Regions from separate parts of the Arachis hypogaea genome. Here region 1 is linked to region 2. The links are chromatin contacts, called in public Hi-C maps. All regions are on one chromosome and are shown on one strand. Each heading gives the region's core, a stretch centred on a gene start, on an enhancer-like site or on the middle of the called end of the contact. The rest is flanking DNA. Distances are from core to core; before and after follow the strand shown.

Region 1 (7,040 bases), core at 566-3,065, 110 kb after region 2:
CTGACATTCCGTCCATTTCGTGCAATATCAGGAGGACCACCCCCAGGACGCCCCATGACAGCAGAATCAGCTAGCGAAGGACCTGGCAACCCACCAACACTCCTTCCTAATCCAACATTGCCAATTGTACTAGCTTCTCCACCAGAATTAAAAGATGTAAGCTGCTTCAAAGTAAAACATGACATATTTTCAACAACTAGCAACGGAGGTGCATGCAGGCACAAAAGCATCATGTAAATAAAAGGGGTTCAGATGTTACCCCTCCACTCTGAAGGTAGCGGTCATAAGCAGATCCAAGCGTTTTTGTGTCCTTTATCATTCGGCGGTCATCATCTCGAGCGATATAATTATGCATCTCATTACCCGAAGTCAGACCAGAAGCTGACATTTCTGCATCAAAACAAAATCTATTCTTACAATTTATTCACTAGCAAAAAGAACTAAAGCTGAAGCACACACTCTGTCTCTAACAAAAACCACTTCCATCTATTTACAATATCATACACCATAGCTTTTTCTACTATGATAATCACCGACAACACTGAAATACCACATCTAACTAAAAATTATGCTGGATGCTACATGACTCACAAACTAAATGGCACATACGCCCCACAATTACAATGCAAAATACTCTTAAAAAATAAGACGTCCATGCTACAAGATGCACCTTCCACCTTCCGGAGTTTCAAACTTACTACTGGAACAACCAACTATACAACAGGCAGCAACTCTATATTCTTAGTCTGTCCAACTTGTTCATTTTAGAATAGCTCATCTGTTTTCAGAATTGACACTCAAAACTCCACAGGATCCTTTGTGTTCTTACATCAAATCCTAATATTGAAAGCCCAAAAACTAATATTTTACCAATTCACCATGCACAAAAGCGAGAAATGATTAGTATGATTATATTCACCTATTAAACTTTCTAAAACAATAGTAACTCAAATTCCTATCGAAGGAAAACATACTAGGCAGGATATAGATATGCAGGCGCTATAATCTATTGATACATCACTTACCAACAAAGTCGCCCACCAATTTGATTACCATTAAGGCATTACCAAGAATCCAAGAATTATTGCTTAAAAGGAGATATCATCATGAAACCCCTTCTCAATTTGCAAATAAAAACTATCCTCCGTGTAAAGCTCACAGAAACACTTACTCTTTTCACAATTCACAACACATCCCCCGTGCCCTAAGTTACACAATTCAGATAACCACAACCTCAACAAAATTTCAGCTCCTTGGAGCACAAAATCGCTATCACAGATCAATCTAATTGTACTACTTAGTAATCCAAGAACAAGAAAAGAAATTTCCAAATAAAAAATTTCAACTTTTGCCATCTGAACAATTGAAAACGAATTTTCAGCGACGATGCGTGACATTTAACGGGAAAAGTAAACATCATTGAAGAAAAATGGGGATTTGGGCGGGGGAGGAGGGATAAGAACGAACCGAAATCAGTACGAGGTCGTTTGAACATAGCGGAAGAAGGAGGAAGCGCCTGCTGCCGATTCCAGAAGCCATCCGCCATGGCGAGAGATCGAGACAAATAGCAAAAGTTGATGGATTTCAGGGGTTGGATGGAGCGAAGACAAAGAACGAGGTGTCAATCACAAACCCTAATTCGCAATGAAATCAAATTTTCATACCCTAATAATCGACCGGTCCTGATCCCATTTGGTAGTCTCTGAAAGATGGAAAAAATAATAATAGAAAAAAAAAAACAATTAAACAAGGCCACCGTTGGGAAATTGAGAGAAAAACTGTTAATTCCATACTCTTTTGTAAATTTAAACAAACTAGTGCACAGATTTTGTATTTATATTTTTAAATATTTAAAAAAAATACACAAAGTAATTATTATCTTAAAAAAATTTTAAAATCGTTATCAAAATCAAAGTTTAATTTGAGACTAGTAAGTAATTATCATTTTATATTTTTTCGAAGTAAAATAAGTATTCATTATCAACCATTCTTCACATACAAGTCATTTTTTTATACAAGTCTATACAAATTATTTTACCCTAATTCACCTCACGCTCCTCTTAATTTAACTAACTTTTTAATCAACGCACAAATACATAACTGTCTTTTTCGAAAGAATTTCGTTTTCATTTTCAAATTTTCTCAACATTTACGATCTACGTTCTTTTCTATCTCTGTGTTCTCTGCATTTTCTTTTCGTTCATTCTCTACGTTTTTGTTCTGCCTCCTCCTCATATTCTGCTACTTATTCTTTTTCTTTTTCATCATCATCATTATCTTCATCATCTTTTTTTTTTCTTATTCGTCTTTTTTTTTCTTGTTTTATCTTCTCAAGTGTCTTCTTGTTTTACTCTCTTAATAAGAATAAAAACAAAAAATATCAAACAAAGAAAAAGAAGAAACACATAATGGTACAAAATTGCTTGGAAGATGATGAACTTAAATTCATTCAACTAAACGAGAAAAAAAAAGAAGAGAAAAAAATATGCAACATTAGAGGAAATATTTTTCTGTATTTGCAGCAAATTTAGGTGTAACACGAAAATATTTGAGTGTATTGTCTAAGAATTTTCGGTGTATGTGTGTGCTGATAAGTTCTGCATAATTCAAAACTCTTCATCTTTCTCCTCCTTTATCTTCTGCTACTTCTTCTTCTTCTTTTCTTATTCATCTTTTCTTTTTTGTTTTACCTTCTCAAGTTTCTTCTTGTTTTACTCTCTTAACAAGAATAAAAAAAATCAAACAAATAAGAAGAATAAACACATAATGCTGCAAAATTACTTGAAAGATGATGAACTTATATTCATTCAACTAAAAGAAAGAAAGAAATAAGGAAAAAAATGCAGCATTACAAGAAACATTTTTTTGTATTTGCAACAAATTTGGATGTAACACGAAGATATTTGAGTGTATTATTTAAAAATTTTCGATGTATGTATGCTGATAAGTTCTGCATAATTTAAAACTCTTCCTCTTCCTCCTCCTCCTCCTCATCTTCTGCTGCTTCTTCTTCTTCATCTTCTTATTTCATTTTCTCATAATTCTTTCTGAATTTAGCTTCGCAACTTCTTTCGACTTTTCGCGATGATTTTCAAAGATTTTGATCCTTATTTGAATTTTGAGCATTATTGCAGTTTTTTTTGAGAAAAAATAACTGTTTATGTTATTCAAGAGTTAGAAAAGCGGGTATTTACACGCAATCTAAACTGAAGGTCGTTTTTGTTGGGTTTTGACTAACTTGTATGAATTTGAATACCAAAAAAATTGATATGTATAATAGCCCTCATTCATTATTATCTCTACTATTAAACTTCGCTTTAAATATAAATTTTTTATTCAATAATTAGGTAAAATTCGGAGGCTGATCAATCATCCCAGCTTTTTATATTTGTATGAAAAAAATAAATCTACAAAAATAGAATAACACAAAAATAATGTAGCCTTCTTATCAAATACAACAAAAATTATTGTAGTAGTAGGATAAAAAATCACCAAATCCAATTTATATATGTTTTTTTTATATAAAAATTTCAGTTAACACATGACTTGTCATTCTTTAGTTTAAATAAAATTATAAAAACTATTATTTAACCTAATTTAAATGCTTAAACACGATAGGTCAAGTTTTGAGTTTAATTGTTGCCAGCTAAATACCATTTTTTTGTGACGCTTTCAGCTGCTTTACGGATAACAGATCTTATGTTTGGAGAAGTCTGTGTAAAATTTAGAATATTTTAAAGGATGATTTTAATTGGTACATTAGAGATTTGAACTAAAAATTTTAGTTCTCTAAATGGAGGGAAGAGGGGCAACTATGTAATGGGATGGATTATGTTCACATTTTTTATTCGGATCTCCAAATTTTAGATCTATGATCGATTGGAGAGTGGCACCTTGAGAAGGTCTATTATATTTTCATAAGATTTTGCATGAAAGCATTCTCTCCTACAACTCGGATGTGGAAGCGGATTCAGTGGTAGGCAAAGCTTGGTCTAGTGGGACGTCTAAGGTTTATGATGCTCATAATGGCTACTTATGGCTCTGTAAAAAGATGTTTGGATGGAAGGAAAGAGGGGATTGGCTTTGACTTTGGCGTCAGTTTGTTTTGGAAAGGATCAAATTATTGGCTTGGCTTTGTCTGCGAGAGGCCTTTCACCTATAGATAGTTGCCCCAGTTGCTTGACTTGCTGGGAAACAGTTTTCTACTGTATTCGGAATTGTCCGAAAACTCAGTTTGTTTGGCAGACTTTAGAAATTTCCACTCATCCTCTGGATTTGAAGAACTGATTCTTGTCCTATAGCAAACAACACTTTTTTAGATTCTTTTTTAGTCTGTGGTGAATTTGGAGAGCTATAAACAATGAAATTTTCAATCATCATGAGCTTTGGCCTCCTTTTAAAGTGGCTCGTATGGTTTTAACCTTCGAGAAGGAGTTTCGAAATGTCTTTAAATTGCAACGAGTTTCTATTCTTTTTATGATGGGTACTTTTAAAATAAATTGTAATGCTAGTTACTCTGGTTTTAGGGATCAAATTGGTTTTGCCCGTGTTAACAGAGACAGGAACGAAAATTAGCAACAAGGCTATTTGGGAACAATAACGGGCTACAATATTCTTCAATGAGAGTTGTTTGCTATCTGAAAAGAATTTCTTTTAGTCTGAAACTTGGGGTAAAGAGATGTGATTTACGAAACGAATTGTCAGGAGGCTTTCATTTTTGTTAACAATTCTCAAGATAATGATGAGTGTGTTGATCTTTTGGTGCTTAAAGTCAGAAATATCATGACTTAAAAGTGACACGTTGATTTTTGCTTAATCTTGCGAGATACAAACATAGTAGCAAAAATTATAACAAAGACGGCTTTAAAATTGCATTCGCAGCATTGCACTTTCTTAGTCCCTTAGAACTTTTTTCTTTTTCTACTTAGTTGTTTTAAATTTTTAATCACAAAAAAAAAATTCACTTAATACCAAAAAGAACAAATTGAACCCAAAAATATGAAGAACTAATTTATAATTTAACAAAAAGAAAGTAAGTATCCAAATTAATTTGAATAATAAGTAGATAATAAAAAGACAATTTCATAACAACAACGAAATAAGTTAATTGCTCACAACAGTTTATATTGACCATCTCAATTAAGCGATATTTTTTCTTCAAATGTTTCTTTTACTGTATTCAAAACTGAAACTAAGCATATATCCCTTTCTTACCACTTTTGATCTAAAACTAACGTACCTCTTTGATAAGCAATTTTAAAATGATACTGCCTCTTTTTTATTTCCAAATGCAAGAGGGAAAAAGGAAAAATCATAATTGGCATATATTAATTTTTTTAATATCACATAAAGCATTTTTATCGAAGTGATCACCGTTATCACATATCCCTCACAATAATCTATTTTATTCAAGATGTATACTTGGCTAAGGTCATTTCAAGAGGAAATTAACCATCTTGACTCTTAAGTATTCTATAATTATTTTTTTATCTCTAATTTTAGGAAATTTTTTTTAAATAATTATGCCATGAATGTCTAAATTATTGCAGGGATATGTTGAAATGGCTAATTTTACAACTTAATAAATTATTCTTTTGTTCTCTACTAATGGTTGATATTAATTTAGATATTCCTAAATAAACTAAAAAGAGATATATTTAATTACATAAGGGATAAGTATTGTTTTAGTATTTAGGGTCGAAATCGAAATTGTCCCTCACGTAATTTTTTATTTAGAATCGTCCCAAACGTTTTATTTCATATTAAAATCGTCTTTTTTAATAAAATTAATTTTATTACTAAATTACCCCTACTTTAATTAAAAAAATATAAAATTTTAAAAAGAATAAAAGAAAAGAATGCGTTGGGGAGGAGGAAAAGGATATGCGAAGGGAGGGGGGAAGGGGAAGAGGGGAGGGGAGATGGAAGCGGTGGCAACACTGGTGAGCACTCACCACTATCGTCGCGTCTTTTCCATCATCGCGGGCTCTCTCTCTCTCTCTCTCTCTCTCTCTCTCTCTCTCTCTCTCTCTCTCTCTCTCTCTCTCTTCGGCGGCGACGCGACGACCTCCACCCCGCGGCGGGACGAGGCTGAGCGACGGCTAGGCGCGACGCATTCCTCACCTCGACGGCAACGCGTGTGACGGCGGCGACTCCTCCCCCTTGGTCACTGGCTCACGTCCCTCTCTCCCTCTCCCTTGGGTGCGACACGATGGCGACGGCGACGCGTGTGACGGTGGCGACTCCTCCCCCTTGGTCACTGGCTCGCCGTTACCCCCTTCTTCCCCCTCTCTTTTTTGCTTCTGCTTGAGCTTCTGTTTCTGCTTCTTCTGCTTCTTCGGCTTCTGTGTCTTCTTCTGCTTCTATTTATGTCTTTATTTCTAAGTCTAATTTTGATTTGTTATTTTTTTTTATTGTTGTTGTGTGTTGATTTTGTTGGTGAATTTGATGTTGTTTAATCTGATTTGATCTTCTTGAATCTGATTTGGTGTATTTGGTGGTGGTAAAGGTGCTGGTGGTGGTGGAGGGTATTTTTGTTCTTAAAAAGTTAAAAGTATGATTTTAATAGGAAATAAAACGTTTAGGACGATTCTAAATCAAAAATTATGTGAGGGATTATTTCAATTCTGACCCCAAACATTAGGGACCAAAACAATACTTATCCCATTACATAACTACATTGCTATCTTTAAAAATATTGTACAAATAAATTTAAATAGAGGCGTATTTATCAACCATATTATTCACGTCATTTTTACCGCCATTACAAAAATATGTATCCACATTAGCTTCAACTTTCACGTTGCAAACACAGGACTTATACCATCGATATAGAATCGAATCAACTACAAAAACAGTAGTCAGAACAACATAGGATCCAACCTATATAAAAATAATGTGAAAGTCAAACAACAAAAAATAGATTTAACGTCAAATAGTAATTTTTTTATAAGACATTCACATTTGCAGCATCACGCAATTCCTTTATTATCATTATGTGGAATATAAAAATTCATCCTCAGTAATATAAGCCGGTTTGC
Region 2 (6,706 bases), core at 3,236-5,735:
TTGTAATTTGACTGAGTATAACTCCTGCAAATATTCATTGGATAATTTAGATATCTTTAGTCCTTCAGAGACTTTCATATAGATATCACGATCTAATGAGCCGTATAAGTAGGCTGTTACAACATCCATTAAATGCATATGTTGTTTATGATATGCAAATAAATTGACCAAATAACGCAATGTTATTGCATCCACTACAGGGGAATACGTCTCTTCATAATCTATATTGGGCCTTTGCAAAAAACCTTGTGCTATAAGTTGAGTTTTGTAGCATACAACTTCATTTTTCTCATTTCGTTTTCTCAAAAATACCCATCGGTATCCAACATGTTTTACATCTTTTGGTGTATAGACTACAGGTCCAAAGACTTCACGTTTTTGCAAATGAGTCTAATTCAGCTTTCATGACTTCTTTTCATTTTGGCCAATCATTCCTTTGTCGACATTCTTCGACTGATCTTGGTTCAAGATCCTTACTTTCATGCATGATATTTAATGCCACATTATATGCAAATATTTCATTGGCAATTGTTTTATTTCGGTTCCATTTCCCTCCTGTAAAGACATAATTTATCGAGATCTCATCATTTTCACAATTTTTAGGTACCTGAATGTCTTTTGGCGTTAAAATTATATCGAAATTTTGGACAACTGTAGGTGTCTTTACTATGTCTTTTTCAACAGGAATAGTATTTACCTCTTTTCTTTTTCGAGGATTTTTGTCTTTGGAACCGACAGGCCTGCCACGCTTTTAGCGTGAATTTGCTTCGGTGGCAATTTGTCCGACTGGGACATCAACTCGAATCGGAGCATTTTCAGCCGGTATATAGAATTTAGTAATCCTCTTTGTTTTAGAAAATGCATCAGGCAATTCATTTGCTATTCTTTGCAAATGTATAATTTTTTGAACTTCTAGTTCACATTGCCCTGATCGAGGATCTAAATGCAGTAAGGATGATGCATTTCAATTAAGTTCCTTTTTAGGAAGCTTATTCTCTCCCCCTAATGTTGGAAATTTTGATTCATCAAAATGACAATCTGCAAACCGGGCTTTAAATATATCTCCAGTTTGTATCTCAAGATACTTCACTATAGAGGGAGAATCATATCCAACATATATCCCCAATTTTCTTTGGGGTCCCATTTTGGTGCGAGAAGGTGGTACAATGGGAACATATATCGCACACCCAAATATTCTTATATGGGAAATATTTGGCTGCTGGCCAAAATCTAATTGCATAAGAGAGAACTGATGGTAACTCATTGGTCTCAAACGAATAAGTGCTGCGTCATGTAAAATAGCATGCCCCCAAGCTGAGGTTGGGAGTTTTGTTCTCATAAGTAAGGGTCTAGCAATCAATTGGAGGCGTTTAATAAGTGATTCTGCTAACCCATTTTGTGTGTGAACATAAGTTATTGGATGTTCAACACTTATTCCGTTAGCCATACAATAAGCATCAAAGGCTTGGGAAGTAAATTCACCAGCATTATCAAGGCGAATTGCTTTGATTGGATTCTCTGAAAACTATACTTTTAATCGAATAATCTGAGCCAGTAATCTCGCAAACACCAGGTTGCGAGAAGACAATAAGCACACATGTGACCATCTCGAAGATGCGTCTATTAAGACCATAAAATATCTAAAAGATCCACATGGTGGATGAATAGGTCCACATATATCACCTTGAATCCTTTCTAGGAATTCAGGGGACTCAAATCCAATCTTTACTGGTGATAGCCTTAAAATTAGCTTCCCTTGAGAACATGCAGCACAACAAAATTCACTAGATTTAAGAATCTTCTGATTCTTTAGTGAATGTCCATGGGAGTTTTCAATAATTCTCCGCATTATGGTTGTTCCCGGATGACTCAATCGGCCATGCCAAATTATAAATTCATTTGGGCTAGTAAAATTCTGGTTTACAATGGCATGTGATTCAATTACACTAATTCTAGTCTAATACAACCCAGATGAAAGTGAGGGTAACTTTTCTAATATAACTTTTTTATTTAAATCATTGGTTGTGATATACAAGTACTCATGATTTCCCTCATTCATTGTCTCAATATGATATCCATTTCTACGAATATCTTTAAAACTCAATAAGTTTCTTAGAGACTTCGTAGATAATAGTGCATTATTTATTATGAATTTTGTTCCTCCAAAAAACAAAATTATAGCTCTTCCGGAGCCTTCTATCACATTGTTCGAGCCAATAATAGTATTAACATATTCTTCTTTTGGCACAAGATAGGTAAAATATATATTACTTTTGAAAATGGTGTGTGAACTCGCACTATCCGCAAGGCAAATATCTTCACTATATGTCCTTGCCATTCTCTTCAAAGACAAATAATAATAAAATGAGTAGAAATATCTACGCAGTAAAATCATTTTCGTGATTGAAAATATTTTTATAAGAAGTATAGTATTTACTAAAAATTTTATTATTATTATTAGCACATTCAGTAATGTTGAAATTCAAATGTATAAATCTTAATAAGAAATTTCTTATATTATTTAGTCACATGAACACTTATACATATTAAACTATTCCATCATTGATCAAATAGCCAATATTTCCTTCAGAATCCTCAAAAAAATCAAATACATCATAATGAGTGGTGGAATTTTCAGCATCATTTGAAACAAAATTTGTTTCCTTTTCTTTGTCGTCTTTTTTCAAAGATGCTTGATAAAGATCGACTAGGTGCCTTGGGGTACAACAGGTACGTGACCAATGGTCATTTCCACCACAACGGAAATATTTATTCTCAATTGATTTATTTTGCCCATTGTTTCTTTCTTTATCCCACTTCTGGTGAGATACTTTCTTGTGAACATAATTCATTTTCCTTCCATAATTTTTCTTGCTACCAAAATCTTGCCATTTAACTCTTCTGTGGTTATGATTTGCCGCATTTGCTTCAGGAAATGGAGCGGCGCCAGTTGGTCGCGCTTCATATTTTTTAAGAGTAACTCATTGTTGCGCTTAGCAACAAGAAGGCAAGAAATTAGCTCAGAATATTTTTAAATCTTTTTTCTCGATACTGCTGCTACAGGAGCACATTCGAGGCATGAAAGGTCGAGAAAGTTTTCTCTAGCATATCGGGCTTGAGGAAATATCACCGTCTTTTGATGATTATACCTTTCTTCAAGGTCTTTCCACAGATCTACAACATCTTTTAATGTGAGATATTCATTTTTCAATCATACGTCATCTTGACGACGAAGGAAAATCATGGCTTTGGCTTTATCCATTGAATCAAGATGGATTTTAGCATCTAGTATCCATGATAAATAATTGTTTCCAGATATATCAAGAGTATTAAATTCAAGATGAGAGAGTTTCGACATAATGAAAATTTGTTACCTGAGTCTTCTTAAAATTTGATCAGAGTCTTAGGATGATAACGTGTTGTAGAATAAATATAAAATATAGAAGCGTAAAACTATTAGCAGTGTAGAGAGAATGACATTTTATTGCTTCTATTTATGTTACATATGCTTCATATTATGTTGCTATGTATAAGCACAAAGAAGCTTTACTTTTCAAATATAATTAAATGCAATCACTCTTGGTAAACTAAGTATCATGGAAAATGGTCATCCACATCATTCATCATTATCACAAAAGTATCTATATTTTTTTCTTTTATTTGTAATTTTATAGAATATTTTATTATAAAAAATTTTCGATTAAATCACGGTTAAACCAATTAGACCATTAAACTAGTGAATCAGTAACAGAAACAGTTCGATAATCGATTTGATTTTCAGAACCTTAGTTCTAAGGTAGCATTTGTTTTGAGGTACTAGGACAGAGACTGAGACTCAGTATCATGTTTATTAGGTCAGAGACTGGTACTAAAATTTTTGTCTCTGTCCCCAAAATTTCAGTTTTTCAGTATTTCAGTACCTCCAAAAAATAGGGATACAAGGGACTGAAATTTTTAGAGATGGATACTGAAACTTTAATAACATTTTATACCTAAAATACCCTCATTTCAATTAATTAATTCCAATTTTACCCTTTGTACAAATTAAATTAAAACTTCATTTTTGTTTCAATTTCTGTCTCCCACTTTGCACCAAACAAAATACTGAAATTTATTTCAGTCTCTGTCTCTAAATCTCCGTCTCTCAGTATCAGTCTTTCCGTCTCTATCTCTCTACGAAACGCTACCTAATAGTGCAAAAGTATTTCTACGCATACATATACCTGGTATCTCTTAACCCGACAATTCAAAAGCTAATCTATGGTGAATCGAAACTTCATTTAAATGTTTATCGTTAGCTAATAAGTTAATGCATACCCTAATGAATTTCCTTTTTCTTGGTGACCAACGGTATCCTGCTAATGGTTTTTTTTTTTTTTTTTTTGGGTCAAACCAGCTGAATTTGTTTTCGGTTTACTGTATCCAGCTCAGTTATACCCAATCAACAAACAAGACCGATCGGACGTTATATTAGGTTAGCCTAAAATTTAGGCAGGGCCCATCTTAGCATCTGAAGACAAAGAACCCGATACCCAACATAGTAGTTTTATATATGAGAATAATAATATAACATAGGCCCAACTGTAACTTCAACAAATGGGCTTATATTTATATAACACTAGTAGGCTAAATACCAAAAAAGGATACTAGTATCCTAATACAATGTTTTTTTGAAAAACACTAGTATCCAGATATAATTTTTTTTTTTGAAACAAAGGAAGCTAACACAATAGAGTGGAGCAAAAATAACCAGAAAACCTATCAATTTCCTTGGCATCCCCAGCATTGCCAACACCTAAAAGAATCAGTGGTTTTGACAGCTCAAAAACGTCCTACTTTGTATGTTCTCTGCTTCTTTATGTTTGAAAATTCTGTTATTTCGTTCCAACCAGATGTTCCAGATCATTGCAAAGAACCCAGCCAGCTATGCCCTCTGCTCTTATTTTCTACTGTACATGCTAGTCCAATTTTCAAATAGCCCTTTTATCGTTTCAGAAACAACGAACCTAATCTATACCACGATACTAGTATCCAGATATAATTAAAGAGTAGTATAAATAGTCTCAATCCCATAGTTTGAGACTTCACAAATGCTACATGAAAATTTAATTGTGTGAAGTATTGTAAATATGTGTAGTTTGGATAATGGGTAGTTTTAGAAATACATTATAGTACATACCTATTCCAAAATACATGTATTTGCAATAGTTGTACAAATTATTAGTTGTTGGTGTAGCATGTGTTGAGACTTTGAGGTGATGTAATGAGAGTGTTGTGGAGTGTCAAGTGTGGACAAACGCTGACTTTGACCAATAGGCACTACTCATAAGTTCATAACCCATTGGCGTCATTGTGTGATGGTTACCATAAACACGTCCAAATTCATTTGCAGGACCCAGTCTCGTGTGCAAAATAATAAAGTTGAAAACTGATATCATAACCAAGTGAAATTGACTGCATCACTTCAATTTTGCTTTCAACCTGTCCAAATACATTCTAAGAGTAACAACCTGTCCCAGTTTTTTTTTTTTTTTTCCAATTATTTTCTTTCTTAACCTTTTAAATCATCCAGCTAGGAAACCAATTAGAGATCTAATTAACTTAGAGCTAACTAGTTAAAAAGTATGTTTCATTACCAAAAAAAAAAAAAAAATCCTACTATCCTAATTGTTTTAAATTTTAAAATTAAAAATAAAAAAATTGATTGAGTTAACTTATATTGTAGTTGGTCTCCTATATTTTTTTCTTTCTAAATAGTTGTATAGTGCTCTTTTCATTTATCAATACTAGCTAACACTAGTCAATTTTTTCTTTCTTTTTTATACTAAAGATATTATTTCCTAGTATTTTTCATTTTTGTTACATTTTATATAAATAGTTCAAATTTAAAAAATTAACATGTTAATCTATTAATTACTTTTTTATAAGAGTATAAAAAAATAAAAATCCAAAGTTTACTATTTTTTTTTTGTTACTTCTATTATTTTTAAAGAACGTCGGATTTTCTATTTTCTCCAAAACTAATGCATTTGCGTTCTCCAAAATTGATACATGTTAGGAGATTATTTTTATGTTATTAATTAGTTAGTTACTCGAATGATTCATCTAATTTCATCAGTTTGATAATACCTTGCATTAAGGAATAATTTTACAGTAAAATGTTTTAAGTTTAATTATTCCTTATTGAGCATTAAATAACTAAGATATATAAAGGAACACTTTGTTGATTAAGTTTTTCTCCATCTTCTTGTAGTTTTGGTTATAAACATACGATTTGTTGAAAGCTTAAAGAAATGAAACAACTTGGTGGACCTCATAAAAAGCTTAAAACTTGGTATGATACATACACTTTGGAATTTAGATTTGTTCATTTTCATTTGTCCTTAATTTGAGCATCTTATGGGTTGTCCTTTCTTTTTCTTTTCATATTCTTTATATATATCACATTCACATGACACTTAGATAAAGTAGGGTGACCCCATACTATCTCCCACTATATAATTTCGTTTCCAATTTTACCACCATAATTATTCTTACCATAGCAAGTTGCTAATCAAGTTTCGTCTCCTAATGGCTGCTTTATTTCTCTCTCTCTCTCTCTCTCTCTCTAAGTTGTAGAATAGTATAACTATTATTTAAATAAATAAAACTATGCATTATGATTTATGACATGTATAGGAATTATGAGACAATGGATATGACAAAT

The links. A called contact is a pair of places that touch in the nucleus more often than the background predicts.
Region 1: a contact with region 2 is called in a Hi-C map of an unstated tissue, with 5 times the contacts expected there. The contact joins the promoter of LOC112775969 here to the enhancer-like site in region 2. A contact is called at or near these places in 2 of 8 Hi-C or Micro-C datasets (leaf and an unstated tissue).

What each region holds. Positions count from the first base shown.
Region 1 is chr19:151,219,817-151,226,856 of arahy.Tifrunner.gnm2.J5K5, forward strand. LOC112775969 (RNA-binding protein 2) reads right to left here and starts at 1,816. Exons shown (of 7, transcript XM_025819901.3): 1 at 1,468-1,816; 2 at 260-390; 3 at 1-161. The coding sequence starts at 1,546.
Region 2 is chr19:151,111,451-151,118,156 of arahy.Tifrunner.gnm2.J5K5, forward strand. No RefSeq gene overlaps it. Among protein-coding and RNA genes, the nearest start is that of LOC140182419, 7.3 kb to the left of the region's middle. Within about 2 kb of position 4,486, at least 3 of the 3 cell types and tissues checked have open chromatin away from gene starts, as enhancers often do.